Regions from separate parts of the Mus musculus genome. Here regions 1, 3 and 4 are each linked to region 2. Evidence: chromatin contacts called from public HiChIP or PLAC-seq and promoter capture Hi-C data. All regions are on one chromosome and are shown on one strand. The core of a region is the stretch at or near the end of the contact, and the rest is flanking DNA. Distances in the headings are between cores, read along the strand shown. Region 1 has its middle 62 kb from the start of Rgl1. Region 2 overlaps Rgl1 (ral guanine nucleotide dissociation stimulator,-like 1). Region 3 has its middle 8.8 kb from the start of Ncf2. Region 4 has its middle 32 kb from the start of Apobec4.

Evidence for each region. HiChIP or PLAC-seq counts read pairs in DNA pulled down with a chosen protein or histone mark. Capture Hi-C pulls out chosen DNA fragments and counts their contacts.
Region 1: a promoter capture Hi-C map of adipose tissue shows a contact between it and region 2. The contact joins two enhancer-like sites. A contact is called at or near these places in 6 of 484 Hi-C or Micro-C datasets (the 3T3-L1 cell line, CD4 T cells, the HL-1 cell line and 3 more), 5 of 115 datasets of contacts at active chromatin or transcription factors (the NIH/3T3 cell line, cardiomyocytes, double positive thymocytes and 2 more) and 2 of 9 other capture datasets (adipose tissue and liver).
Region 3: an H3K27ac HiChIP or PLAC-seq map of extraembryonic endoderm stem cells shows a contact between it and region 2, with 2.3 times the contacts expected there. The contact joins two enhancer-like sites. A contact is called at or near these places in 1 of 115 datasets of contacts at active chromatin or transcription factors (extraembryonic endoderm stem cells) and 3 of 9 other capture datasets (adipose tissue, liver and pancreatic islet).
Region 4: a contact with region 2 is called in an H3K27ac HiChIP or PLAC-seq map of extraembryonic endoderm stem cells, with 4 times the contacts expected there. The contact joins two enhancer-like sites. A contact is called at or near these places in 1 of 115 datasets of contacts at active chromatin or transcription factors (extraembryonic endoderm stem cells) and 1 of 9 other capture datasets (adipose tissue).

The regions. Positions count from the first base shown.
Region 1 is chr1:152,685,887-152,689,217 of GRCm38.p6, forward strand. It overlaps a transcript of Rgl1 not described here. Among named protein-coding and RNA genes, the nearest start is that of Rgl1, 62 kb to the left of the region's middle. Within about 2 kb of position 1,400, at least 100 of the 459 cell types and tissues checked have an H3K27ac peak or open chromatin away from gene starts, as enhancers often do. A contact at or near this core is called in adipose tissue, liver and uterus, where this site is marked.
Region 2 is chr1:152,554,466-152,557,938 of GRCm38.p6, forward strand. It overlaps Rgl1 (ral guanine nucleotide dissociation stimulator,-like 1), which reads right to left. Exons shown (of 18, transcript NM_016846.4): 5 at 2,938-3,122. Among named protein-coding and RNA genes, the nearest start is that of Gm51749, 16 kb to the left of the region's middle. Within about 2 kb of position 1,891, at least 176 of the 459 cell types and tissues checked have an H3K27ac peak or open chromatin away from gene starts, as enhancers often do. A contact at or near this core is called in adipose tissue, extraembryonic endoderm stem cells, liver and 1 more, where this site is marked.
Region 3 is chr1:152,789,569-152,793,045 of GRCm38.p6, forward strand. No RefSeq gene overlaps it. Among named protein-coding and RNA genes, the nearest start is that of Ncf2, 8.8 kb to the right of the region's middle. Within about 2 kb of position 1,388, at least 54 of the 459 cell types and tissues checked have an H3K27ac peak or open chromatin away from gene starts, as enhancers often do. A contact at or near this core is called in extraembryonic endoderm stem cells, where this site is marked.
Region 4 is chr1:152,717,032-152,720,220 of GRCm38.p6, forward strand. It overlaps a transcript of Rgl1 not described here. Among named protein-coding and RNA genes, the nearest start is that of Apobec4, 32 kb to the right of the region's middle. Within about 2 kb of position 1,375, at least 17 of the 459 cell types and tissues checked have an H3K27ac peak or open chromatin away from gene starts, as enhancers often do. A contact at or near this core is called in adipose tissue and extraembryonic endoderm stem cells, where this site is marked.

The DNA of each region.
Region 1 (3,331 bases), core at 150-2,649, 130 kb after region 2:
CACTTCCAAATACCAGGAGAGGTGCTGGAAGGTTCTACACAGACCACTCTCTGCAGTAAGCAATAAGTCCTTCCTAAATCGCAACCGGAGCTTGGAGAACCTGAGTGATTTTTCCAAGGTCACACAGAAGAGTCCAATTTTGAAAATAGATCTCTCTGACTCAGAACAATTCTATTCTTACACCATCTTTCTATGACCTTCACTTGCCACGGAATTGTGGTCATGTTGATTTGGGGCTTTGTGAAGGGAAATGGCCAAGTGAAGAGTCAGCTTCATGGGGAACAAAAAGCTTTGTCAACAATCATAGGACAGGGAGTTAATATCTAGAATACATAAAGAACAGGAACGACTCAACACCAAAAAGTCAGAAGATGGGCTGTGGAACTGAGACGGTTCTCAGACACAGGAAACACTTGGGAAAGTATGTAGCCTCCTTTGTCACCTGGGAAATGCACATAAAACTGTTTTTGAGAGTCCACCTCACTCGGTCTGAATGGCTAACACCAAGAAAACCACAGCCGGTGTTGGTGAGGAAGCAGCAAAGAGACCCTTATGGCTAGTCAGAGTGTGCACGAGGACGAGCCACTGTGGAAGTCTGTATGGACGTCCCTAAGGAACCCAGCTCTACCATTCCTGAGAACAGATCTGCAGACCTAAGTCAGCACATCATAAAGATACTTGCACATCCATATTTACTGCTACACAGTCACAATCGCCAGGACACAGAACTAGCCGAGATGTCCATCAAGAGACAGCTGGTGAAGAAATTACGGTGCATACACACGAGGAATTTTCCTTAGCCATAAAGAGAAAAGAATTAATGAAATCATGACTTTTTTTTTTCAGAAAAACAGAACACAAGATTGTTATGTTAAACAAAATGGACCATACTCATAAAGACAACTACTGTGTGTTTTTTCTCATGTCTTTAACCTAGATTGAAAAATGGGCGTGGCACAAAAGTACTAGGGGAATTGAGAGCAGAGGAGGAAGGACACAGACAAGGGAGGGAGGGAGGGAGGGAGGGAGGGAGGGAGGGAGGGAGGGAGGGAGGGAGGGAGGGAGGGGAGGTGGGCAGAGAAAAATGAAGCAGGATAGCACAATAAGGAGCGCGCATGAGTGAGTGTGTGAATGTGTGTGTGTGTGTGTGTGTGTGTGTGTGTGTGTGTGTGTGTGTGTGTAACTAATGAAACTCGGTGCTGGTAAACTAACATAAAAAGTTAGCAGGAAAGAACATGACTCTAACTTTAACACCTAAAGGAAAATCCTGACACTCTTTAATGCAGTAGCAGGGGAAAGGCCAAGGTTATGGAAAATGTGCTCTTGCTCTCTGGACCACCGCAGTCTACCACACTGTGTTCAGATTCCTCGGGATTCACTTGGTCAGTTCCTCCCATCCCTGGCTCCTGTCAGCTTCCTGACCCTACCCTTCCACACAAGATAAACAGCTGCGCCACCACAAGGAGTCAGAAAACAGAAGCAAAAACCCCCTTTCAGTCAGCCCTTTCACTCCTTACTCACACTTGCGGATTTTCCTTACAGGACACGATCTGTAAATCCAGTCCCTTGAAGCCTCTCAAGCCACATGTGGCAGCCATTCCAGCAGCCACTCACTGACTCCTTTCCCCTGCTCTTCAGGAGGGGGATGGGCCTGTGAGTCCCCAGGCCTCGGCTCCAGCTGTGCTTGCCAGGGATTCTGGATACCAGAGGGACCTGCCCTGCTAGTCTCACAGAGACTGGCCCTCCATTCACACAGTTTAGCTTAAACAGATGTTGGCAATCCAAACTTGTGCCCCTCCCTCCCTTACTCCTCACAGTCTGGACCAAAAGAAGGGGTAGACTTTCCCGGTTTCTTCTGTGACCTTAAGAGGAAACCCCAGGCTCGGGATGTTGTGTGTATACTAGCACAGATAGCACGAGGTTTAATGAAATCTGGTCCAATCAGTCCTCAGGTCTTATCTGAGACATAAATGCATTGATTAAGTCACCCTGGCGCTCCATCAGGAGGCTGCCTGGGGACAGTTAATGAAGTCTCCCTGTTTCTTTGCCACAGACCCTCAGAGTTGTTTAGCTCCCACTCCGGTTCCTACTGGACCAATTAGTCAAAATTATGTTCTGTACTCTCTAAATTAAAATCTGGCAACAGCGGCCCTCCGTGTTTATCAGGCTGTCACAAGTGGCCTCACATAACCACAAAGGAAATTGCAGTAAAAAGGCAGAGCCTTGGATAAACTGGAGAAGTACATTAGCAGAGACATTGATTTTAAATGCAGTCGTGTGTTTCACTCTGAGCTGTCAGAGTCATGAAACACACTCATATTATCTTAAGGAGAAGAGGTCACGGACTCGTTTGTGCTGGCCAGAATGTGTAAGTGTCTCCTGGTTTTCTTCTGGTTTTACTTGGTTGGAACTCCCAGCAGAGAGGCCCTATCTCTTCCTCTTGACATTTTTAAGGGGGAAAGGTGCTTCATGTCACAGCCAAAGTTTGTGCCAAGGACATTAACACTCCTTTGTTTGAATTACAATGACTTTCTAGAGCAGTGCAGCATGGATCCTAAGGAAGTTTCACAAATATGCCCGTTCTTAGCAGAAATTAGAAATTAGGAGGAAAAAAATGTTCAGGAATATAAGGAACTACAAGCTTCCCCTGGGCTGAAGGCAGTCCAGCAGGTCCCTTCTCTTCATGCAACGCTACCCTGTGACTCTAACGTGGGTGACATCTGTCCTTCTGATATTCAAAACTATGCCCTGGTTTTGATTTCTCATTTCATCCGATTTTTCTACTTTGTATATGGTTTATAGTGCATTTGAATATTAGACTACGATTGCATGTACATTATTAACATACAAACAGTTAAACCTATTGGAGAGGACTCAGAACATGTATGCTAAGAACAGTACTCAAATGCTTCGTCAGTCACTGCCTTCCTCAACCGCTGTTCTAACTCAGGAGAGAAACTCCTCCTTCCTGTCCTTCCTGTATCTGTGAAGCACCACCGCCCAGGTGCCCAAACTAAACTTTTCAGTTACCTTCAAGTGCTCCAGTTCATGGAGTCCCTTAGCCAATGTACCACCACATTCTATTGATGACTTCTCTGAAAGGAAGCTCAGATGAGAGCCATCTCTGCATTTGAGCACTGTCCTTACACTTCCATTGTCTGAACGACTGCAACAGATACAATACTGAACTCTGCGTTCCTCCTTTCCATCCTCTATTGTCATCGTTGTCATCACTGTCGTCATCAGCCTTAGAGTTGCTGTCTCAGAAACTCTTATAAACCATTGCCCTGTTTAGGAACCTGCAGTAGGAATGCGCCACCACAGGGCACAG
Region 2 (3,473 bases), core at 641-3,140:
AGTGTCAAACTACACTTCTTTCATTCAGGAAGAAAAGGGCTAACTCTTCAGAAAACCACAGGTAGAGACGAACAAGAACGATATATTGGAGCAAAATGGAGATACAATCCTGAGTATTCTCGTGTTCTTATTAAGCTCAGAGAGGTGTTGAGTGACCCCTGAGAAATCACTCAGAGGCTAGCCCAGGCAAAAACTAAAGAGGCAAAACTGAACACAACCTCATCTCAGCCCCCATCAACTCCATCAACATTTCCAGGACCAAACCAGCTAATACCTACACCCCAGCCCTGCAAGCCTTGATTGTTGAGCCACAGAGAGCCAGATGCCTAAAAGACTGAGCAAGGCGGCCGGCCAAGGTTTGGTAAGGTAGGATAGGTCATTGGGGTTTCAGAGATGTGATGAGACCTGTAGTCCTTTTAACAATACTGAGCAGACTCAAATGCTGCTAAATCAAAGGGTTGCTGTCAGCTTTCACATAGAGAGTGAAAAGGTGAGAAACAGATTGGAAATAAATGCCCTGGCACCCTATACTGCTGGTCATCCATCCTAAAGTTACACAGCTCAGAGCCTAAAGAAGTCAACGGGAATCACTGCCCAGGAGCCCATCTGAAATGCTGAAGGGCCGAGCTCCAGCCTCCTCTTTGAAGTCTCCTTCTCCCAGGCCCTCTCATTCCCACCACACTTCTTGGTCCCTTTCAGTCAAAGCTGAACTTCTGCTGGGGCTGGGGAAGCCTAGCTGCACACAGTGGCATCCAGGCAGAAATCCAGTTCCGTGTTACTACTCCCCCTGCCTGGTTACGTTTTTTAAGCCTTTTCCTTCTCTTTATGGGGGACGCTGTTAGGCATCTTATATTGAATTGATAGAGCTTCTTCAAAGCTTCCATTGAGAAATGGGGTGCTCAAAGTGAGACTGTTACCTGTCCAGTACCATGTGCTACCTGCCCGCTCTGGTGGCAGGGCTGTGATTACAGGACTGGCTCTGGACCTCAGAGCTGAACGTTCTGTTGTGAATGGGACTGGTAGGAGAGCTTCACTATCTATTCCTGTTATCCTGGATACAAAGCAAAAGCACCCATCAAAGAGCTAAAATCCCACCCAGTGGAGGATGCTAGCGCCTGATGTCAGTACTTCTCCACTCAACTCTGGCACTTTCTCATTCAGTGAAGAAGAAATCGGATGTGCCAATCAAAGGTTCAAGGAGCCTTCTACCCCTCCTGATGACTACAATGTACTTTAATACCTATAAAACAATGCAGAAGCTGTCCAGCTTCTGCCAAGGAGAGTACAGGGTAAGGACTAACATCACTCACTCACACATTCATTCATTCATTCATTCATTCATTCCTTGTAAATCTGGCATGCACCTAGAATGTCACTACGTGTGAAACCTGTGATCCTTTCTCTCTGGGACCTGGTCTATGCTTTCACTGCTCCTGCCTGAGTCTCCAGGGGTTATGTACAAATCTCTATGCACAGTTTTACTTTTGCAAACACACAGGAAAGCTCACTGCTTTCCAGAGTATGACATGGGGGCTGGGGGGTGAGAGGCACAAGGGAACTAACTAAGCTCCCAACATTCCTCTTCAGGAATGGAGCCTATACTTCATAAACAGGGCCTGGAGCATTCTTGATGACAACTGCCCACACTTAGGAAAAGATTCATTCTTGGGTATTGCCTAAAAGTTTTTGTGAGGTCAGGCCACCTCCCTAGTCCCTGCCTCTGCCTGCCAAAAGAGCTCTGCCCTCCATTCCCTGAGCCGGAGAGGACCAATGACTGGTCCCACTGGTTCCCCAATTAGGCATGGGGCCAGAGGCAGCCCCAGTGGGGCGAGCTGGGCTCCAGTGCAACAGCAGCAGCAGCAGCAGCGTTTTCTACCAGAGCACAAAGCTGGGCGGGCAGGCGGGAGGAGGCCCTGAAGGGAGCTGAGGTCTGGCAGCTGGAGCTGAGCTTCCAGGGTATTCAAGCATTCCCGGCAGATGAAGTCATCTGAGATACAAAGCCTTTGGCAATCTGAGCCAAATGATGCAAGTGCATTCCCCTTCTCTGGTCCCCAGTCCATACAAACCACTCAACAGGTACCGGGTAGAATTTAAAGTCACTGTATTTGCTTTGGCTTTGGGGTAGCATCCCTTATCTGCGTTAGGAGCCATTTCCTTTCCCTCACTGAGGAAACCGGACATTACTTCAAGGAAATGCCTACCAGAAGTTCCAAGTGGGTCAGCTGCCATGGCAACTGTTACCCAGTGCCTCGGTGAAAGGCTATATCATCACGCTGGAGCGCGATGGAACCTCTTGACTAATTTCTGCAGAGCCTGGCAGCCAGCACACTCTATGGCCAGCAGTGGTGGCTCTGCATTTGTCCCTGGAAGCTCGAGGTCAGCCTCCAATAGGAAAAAACAGCCTCAGAGACTTCCTTCGATTCGGTCACTAGAGACAGTCGATGTCAGCAATCGGGGCTGCCAGGGGACATGACACTAATGCTTTTTAGGGAAAAGGAGGAACACCTCTTCCAAGCTTTTGTGAGAGGGACGTGGACTTGAACCCTTGCCAGCCACACAGGGTTGGTTGGTTGTCGCCCGTTTATATCTGATAGAACACATTAGGCAGAGAAGAAGCCCATTCATGTTGATAAGAGAAAGTTTAAAAAAAACAAAAACAAATCAAGAAAACCCTGTTCCTGGTAACAGTAGGCACCCTGGGCAATTACTTAGCTTCTCTGAGCTGGTTTTACAATTTAATCTTTAAAATCATAAATCCAGCCTTGAAAATCCCTCTTTTCACTCTGAAACCTTAGGGTTCTGAGGTTCACAGTTCAATAATTTTATACCTATCCCAATTTTCTGAGGGTACCAGGGTTTCTTATTGAGTCAATGAATGGGGAGCCCCCACATTGCAGAGCCCAGTAGAGGTTTCCCTGGGACCAAACAGGTACTCACTGTCGGAATCCACGTCCTGCTTTTGAAACTGTTCAAGAAGGTTCTGTGCTCTCCTCTCTGGGTCAGAGCCAGGCATCATCTGTTTGAGGTACTCCAGCAGCTTCTGAAGGCAAGGGAAGTGAGGGGGCTCCCGGAAGTCTTCCGCACACTGGTCAAGCCAGGCCCTCAGGATGGAAGCAATGGCACTGGGAAGGAGAGATGGAGACACAGTGAACACAATGCTTACGGGACTCGAGACAGGCCCTGGACCCCACAGCTGGTAGCTGAAGAGGGTTGGGGAGACTAATAATGTTTTGTTGTTAGAAAATCCAACCAAGGCAGACGAAAGATGAGAAGAGGATTTACTGAGTTCCAAACAATCCAAACACAAGCCACTAACTGTGCATTTGCTCAAATTAAAGACCAGAAAACCAGGCTATCAAGATGACACAGTAAATAAGAAACTTTCTACCACGCCTGACAACTGAGCTCAGTGATGCCTGGGTCCCACACAATGTTAACAAGTTGTCCTCTGACAGCCTGCACTGTAGCATGCT
Region 3 (3,477 bases), core at 138-2,637, 230 kb after region 2:
CAGTCATTTAGGGCAGGGTCAGAGTTTACTGACATCTCTATAAGCCACATCATCCCCTTCCCTAGCTACAGTATCATCATTCATGAGAGAGCTTCATGTTGGTGTGTTGTTGTTGTGTGTTGGTTGGTAGCTTGGATGTTGGTTGCTTTGTGGTGTTGTTTTAATGGGGGGGAGGGCAGGGAGAGACAGAGACACAGAGACAGAGAGAGAAGGGGTCTGGAAATCAGAGGATAACCTAGAATGTCGATCCTAACTTTCCACCTTGTTTGAGGCAGAGTCTCTTGCTTGTGGCTTTGCCTGCCAGGCTAGCTGGCCTGCAAACTTCCAGGGATTCTCCTGGGATTACAGACAAGTCCTGCCACCACATCCAGCTGTTTACATGGCTTCTTTCTTTCTTTTTTCTTTTTCTTTTTTGTTTTTTTGTTTTGTTTTGTTTTTCGAGACAGGGTTTCTCTGTGTATCCCTGGATGTCCTGGAACTCACTTTGTAGACCAGGCTGGCCTCGAACTCAGAAATCCACCTGCCTCTGCCTCCGGAGTGCTGGGATTAAAGGCGTGCGCCATCACTCCCGGCTTTACATGGCTTCTGAGGACTTGAACTCATGTCCTCTTCCTTGTGTGGAAAACACTTTAAACACTAAGTGATCTTGCTAGCTCAGTGCTTATTGTTTTGTTCTGTTTTTTTTTTCCTCCAATTGTATGTGCATGAACGTTTCGTTTTGCCCGTCATTGTGTAGCTATACATATTCCGTACATGCAGTGTCCAAGGAAACCAGAAGAGGGCATTAGATCCCCTGGAACTGGAGCTACAGACATAGTCTGCGCTACTATAATGGTGCTGGAAACCAGGCAGGTCCTCTGCAAGACCATCAAGTGGTGTTAATCGCTAAGCCATCCCTCCAGGTGGCAGTGTTTGTTTTTTATTAGGGGAAATAAAACGGGTTTACAGCTGAATTGCCTTTGACAAACTGACCTATTAAGGAAAACAGCATAGCGTGACTGGGTGCAGTGCTTTGGGAGTGGTCTTCTCCGTCTCGCTCGCTTTCACAGAGCGCCAGCTTTGCAAGCTGACAGGTCCCAGCCATATTTAAGGTCACAAACCTTGAACAAGTTACAGACTCCAAGGCTCGTTGGGGAAAGCTCTTTGGTTATCAGCGTTGTTGTTGTTGTTGTTGTTGTTGTTGTTGTTGTTGTTGTTGTTAGAAACAATGAACTGATGCCCACAAAGTACATTAAGCCTTCGGAGAGGAACTGGTATTGGGAGAGTTCGCACCAGCTTCCTGCTGCCCCGAAGGAATTCTAAACCTCTGCCCTATTACATCCCTAGCTGGCCCCTCCCTCATCTGCACACCTACTGGGGAGCCCTTAGACGGCTAAATTGGTCACTGCTCTCTTCACATCTGTCTTCACTGCCTCTGAGGCATGTTCCACATCTAAACATTGGACCCTGGGTCTGAAGTGCATACCACACCACCCCTGGAAAGAATTCCCGGGAGTCTCTTATCATGACACTCACCCTGCAGTTCTCCTGGGCTTGCATACTGATTTCCATGATCTGAGCTGTGGCTCGCCTCAAGTAGCTGCTTCCGTTCTCTGTAGGAGGAAGGAGCAGATAACATGGAGAGGAACATTTCAGACTCTTGAACCTGCCTGAGGCCCACAGTAAGGGAGAAACGGGATCAGGGGTGATGTGCCAGCCCCACCTGTTGGAGCGTCAAACTCTCCAAAATGTGGGGAACACTCCCTTGCATCTCAAAGATTACTGGGGAAAGCAGTCCCTCTTTTGTCTCCTTAGCTCCCACTACCACCTCAGCACATTCCAACCTCTCACTGCCTCCCTCTCATCCCCCATTCACTGCCCAGCTCCGCCAGTGACCTCACCCAAGCCTTTGATCTCCTCTCCTCCCTCTCTGAAGAGTTATGGTCCTGTGTTGCCCTCATTCTTCTCAGGCCCCAGGGACATTTTCTCAGAGACGAAATACCAACAGCAACAACCACAACAATGGCCATGGCAGCTAGCCTCAGCTCTGTGCTCTGGGAGAGCCAGAAGCATGACTTTAGTAGCAATGTAAAAGTGCAAGTTTACATGGACTAGCGCTGCACTTGCTAGGGCAGTTGGGGGTCCACATCCTCCTCCCCCTGTTGCCGGGTAGCCACACTCAGCTTCTCTTCTCGCACTATTCCAGCATCGTTATCCCTACCCGAGACACTACAACAGCTTCCTTTTCAAGAAGCTGTTGATGTGTATTTACAACATTTTATGTGTTTGAGTAATTTAGCTGCATGTGTATATGTGCACCACGTGTATAGCCTGATGAGGTCAGAGAGTGTTGGATCTCCGGGACCTGAAGATATGGATGTTTGTGAATCACTGTGTGGGCGCTGGGAACTGAACCCAGGTCCTCTGCAAATGCAAATGTTCTTAATAGCTGAGCTAATTCTCCATCTTCCTACAGTGGCTTTTTAATATGAATCCTTGCCCTGCTAGTGACAAGACTTGAAACACTTCATTCCAGGCTGGTAGGATAGCTCAGCAGATAGAGGAGCTACCAAATCTGATGACCTGAGTTTAATTCCCAGAACCCCCTTGCTCCCATAAACCATCCCCTGACTTCTCCGTGTGCCTCCTTTGCCTCCACGCCAAATAAATATTAAAAACTTAAATATGTATTTCAGGCTGGCGAGATGGCTCAGCGGTTAAGAACACTGACTGCTCAAATCCCAGCAACCACATGGTGGCTCGCAACCATCTGTAATGGGATCTGACGCCCTCTTCTGGTGTGTCTGAAGACAGCTACAGTGTACCTATTTATAATAATAAATAAATCTTTGGCTGGAGCAGACAGGGTCTGAGCGAGCGGAATTGATCGGAGCGAGCAGAGGTCCTAAAATTCAATTCCCAACAGCCAAATGAAGGGTCACAACCATCTGTACAGCTACAGTGTACTCACATACATAAAATAAATAGATAAATCTTTAAAAAATATATGTATTTCATTCCCTTCATCTTCCTCCCAGGATTTTATGTCCCAGTGAGTGTGTATGGGGTGTAAATGGAGATCAAGACAGCCATGCTGGAAGAAGGAGACGCTTTCCCTCCAAGCATACAATCCAAAGCAAGGGGGGATGCAGGAAAAATTGATCCCAAAGTACCAACTCCAGAGATTTGTGTTTTTAAAAAGGGCATCGTGTAAGGATCCTAAACAGAGTATCGCCATCCACGGCTTTCATCGGACTGCCGCATAACTGTTCTGCTAAGTGTTGTTTTCTAAGAACCCCCAAGAGGAAACGGTTACACAGCCAACTGTTGTGATCCAGTGTGCCTCAGAGAACGGGACTGGCAGCTTGGACAGAGGTGCAATTGAGAGTTCCTGGGGCCAGCTGAGGGGGTGGTGACCAGCACACTGTGAGCTCTTAGCTCAAACCAGCATGGGGTAGGAGGAAGGGAATGTCAGGACAGAGCATCAGGGCTCCGGGG
Region 4 (3,189 bases), core at 125-2,624, 160 kb after region 2:
TAGGCGGTCGGTGTTTGTCCCCAAACTGTACCCTCATTGCTAAGGTGACCGGTCCTCAGCAAGACCATTCATAAGTACACAGGTACGTCATTGTTTTCCTCCCTCTCTTTGGAATCCTTCACCTGTCTGAATTCTTCCTTCTGTTTCTTTCAGACCCCAGCAAAGGGCAAATGACTATCACTGCTACCTGTTTGGGACTGAAGTTCCAAGTCATGATACGACTTCAAAATTTACAGCTGTGTCTTTCAAAGCTAAGCCTTCTCCCTTGTCCTTGAGAGCTGCCCCCACGTGGGTAGATGAAGCACTCTGTTAATAATGCAGAGGTTCCAGGTATCTCTAAAAGCTGAACACAGTGTACAAAAGAACTCTGGTCCCCCGAAGAGTATATGCTCTTCTACAAACCAATTCCCACACAGCCAACCATTCAATTACTACCTAGCTTGCCACCTCCTTCAGTCAACACTACTGAGCTCAAATTAACTTGTGGGTCTCCTAAGAAGCTTGTCCCAACTCTTTTAACTAAACAGGCCTTTCCAGCCTTTCTGGCTTCTGTATTGTACACACAGTGTCAAGTCTTGTAATTTAGCAGTCATTTCCCTTTAAATGATTCATACAAGTAACAGGCCTTTACACCTAACTAGTGAGCCCCTCAAACTGACACACTATACTTCACACTCTGAAGTCTCCCCCACAGAACTTGGCACAATGCTTGAAACACAAAACATGTATTTGTTGAATAATCAGCCCGGCCATCCCTGTGCCTGCTCGGGGTGCTGGCTCTCCACGCCCATTCCAGCCCAGGGGACAGGAGGGGACAGGAGGGGCCAGGAGGGGACAGGAGGGGGCAGGAGGGGACAGGAGAGGACAGGGCCAGGAAGGGCATCTCTGCAAGAAGCATCTGTGTTAGAAGATGGTGAGCAGTGACTAAAAACCATCCTTCCTCTTTTATCAGTTCATTAAACAAGCTTATCAGAGAGAGGGGAGAGGCACACAGAGTATGTGAGCCAATTATTTACACATACCAAATTTAACAATAACAGCAGCAGAAGGAAGGAAGGAAGGAAGGAAGGAAGGAAGGAAGGAAGGAAGGAAGGAAAGAAACAGGGACAACTGTGCAGCTGGGGATGTTAGGAAGTCATATGAGAAAACAGAATGTTTGAAGTGGGTGCTGAGAAAATTAGTACGAGCTTACCGGAGGACTCAAGATGAAAACACCCCAGGAAGAGAGGAGCAAGCGGAAAGATATGGAAATAGCACAGCCCCTCATCCTCTCCTCAGTTCCCCCACCAGCCCCACACGTGCACGAGCCTCCACTTCAGTAAGGCCTACTCACCCAGTGTGGGAGGAAGTGTACAACTGGACTCCCCACCCATGGGAGCCTGGGGCAGGACGACTAGGGAGCTGAGACTAGCCTGGGCTGCAGCAGAGAGACTGTCTCAACAAAACAAAGCAGACTGAGTAAGGCCACTCCCCTGACCTTAAGGAGTATTGACTTGAGCTAAGCAACAGCAACTTAATTTTAACATCTATTTGGGATTTGGAAGTTCAATCCAAATCTATAATTTGCAGAAAGAAGTGTTTGTAACTGACTCAACCCTCATTTTTATGGGCTACTTTATTTGTAGAGATGAATTTTTATGTAATTATGTATTTTGCCTTTAAAGAATAAAAATCAAGGAAGGAATGTTTGAAAGCTATTGACTCAATGTTTCCACTCAGTCAGCCTGCTGCCTGTACAAACTCTGCACTCCAAACCCCATAGAGCAGCTTACAGGGGCGTTAATGACGGGCTGTAAGATCTAGGTGACTGCACCTCCAATATCCCTAAAGCAAACAATCTGTGTGCAATTTTTAAAAATTTCATTTTCTCCAGATCCTGAAGAAAATATGCAATCTCCTAGCTGGAAGGGAACTGACTGGAGTATGGGCACTAATATATCCCTCAGGTGCATTTCTATCTTGTGTTTTAAGAGGGAAGGCTAACAGCCCTGTCCAGTGGGTGCCCTTTATGGAACACTGGCGGCACCAGTGTGCATCCGAGGTTCACCTTTGACGAGAACTTCAAGCAATTGTTGAGAACAAGCAGCTTCGGAAGAGCTCCTCTTGGCACTTCCTAGCTTCTCAAGGTCTGAGTCTTCAGTGCTTCTAAACACGGGCTCTTCTCTGCATCCTAAGTGGTGGGGGCAGGGGAGGGGCACACCTGCAAACTACACTACGCTAAAAGCCGAACGCCTCATTGAAGGTTCCACAAAAACGGAGCTGTTATTTTTCTATTACATTTATATATTATTATCCTCAGCTGCACATAAACAAGCAACAGAACAAGAAGGAAAAAATTCCCAGAGAAATGATCTAAAATTACTTAGACTTGTTTTTTAAATCCCCAGGTTGAGAGCTGGGCCTTTTTGCAGCCACTGGAGTTCTGGGACCTCAGAGTGGAAAACAGTAAGAGAATTTGACCCTAGTCCCCAAGCCAGGGTGCTGGCATCCATCAGGATAGCACACTACACTGACACTGAACATTCTACTTACAAGAATTCTTTCCCACCCCACCCCTGCCCACGCCCCGAGATGTCTACCTTCCAGAGGTAACACACTCAGGACAGAACTGCTACTGAAGCCCAGCTCTCACTGATACAAAAAGGAAACTTCTCGTCAGTCCAGGTACAGAATGACCGACGAGTCCTTCTCTCTGCTGGTCCCTTATTTTGCTTCCTGCTTCTTAATAGTCATTTAAAATATATATATAATTTCAGGATCATTGCACATGTCTTTTAAGTTTCTAGTTTTACCAGTTGTTAGTCAAGTCCAGTATCAATTTCCTCTCTGCTGAAGTTGACCTCTGATGGAAGAAGAACTCAAGGCAAAGGATGAGGATTTTCTGCAGAAAAGCTCCCCGAACCATCTCAGGCTACAAGATACAAGAGTTCTAAAGGGCTCTATGTTCTGAAGATTTTTGTCCCCAAATCACTCTGAAGCGCACATTCCTAAATAATCACCTTCTGGCGGGTGGCTTAGGGTCACCGCAAACGCACTCCCAGCACTCTGGAGGCAGAGGCAAGCACGTGCATCTCTGTGAGTTCGAGGCCAGCCTGGTCTACATAGTGAGTTCCAGGACAGCCAGGGCTATGTAGAGAAACCCTTTCTGAAAAAAATAACAATGATAATAAACATTATACAACTGGTATC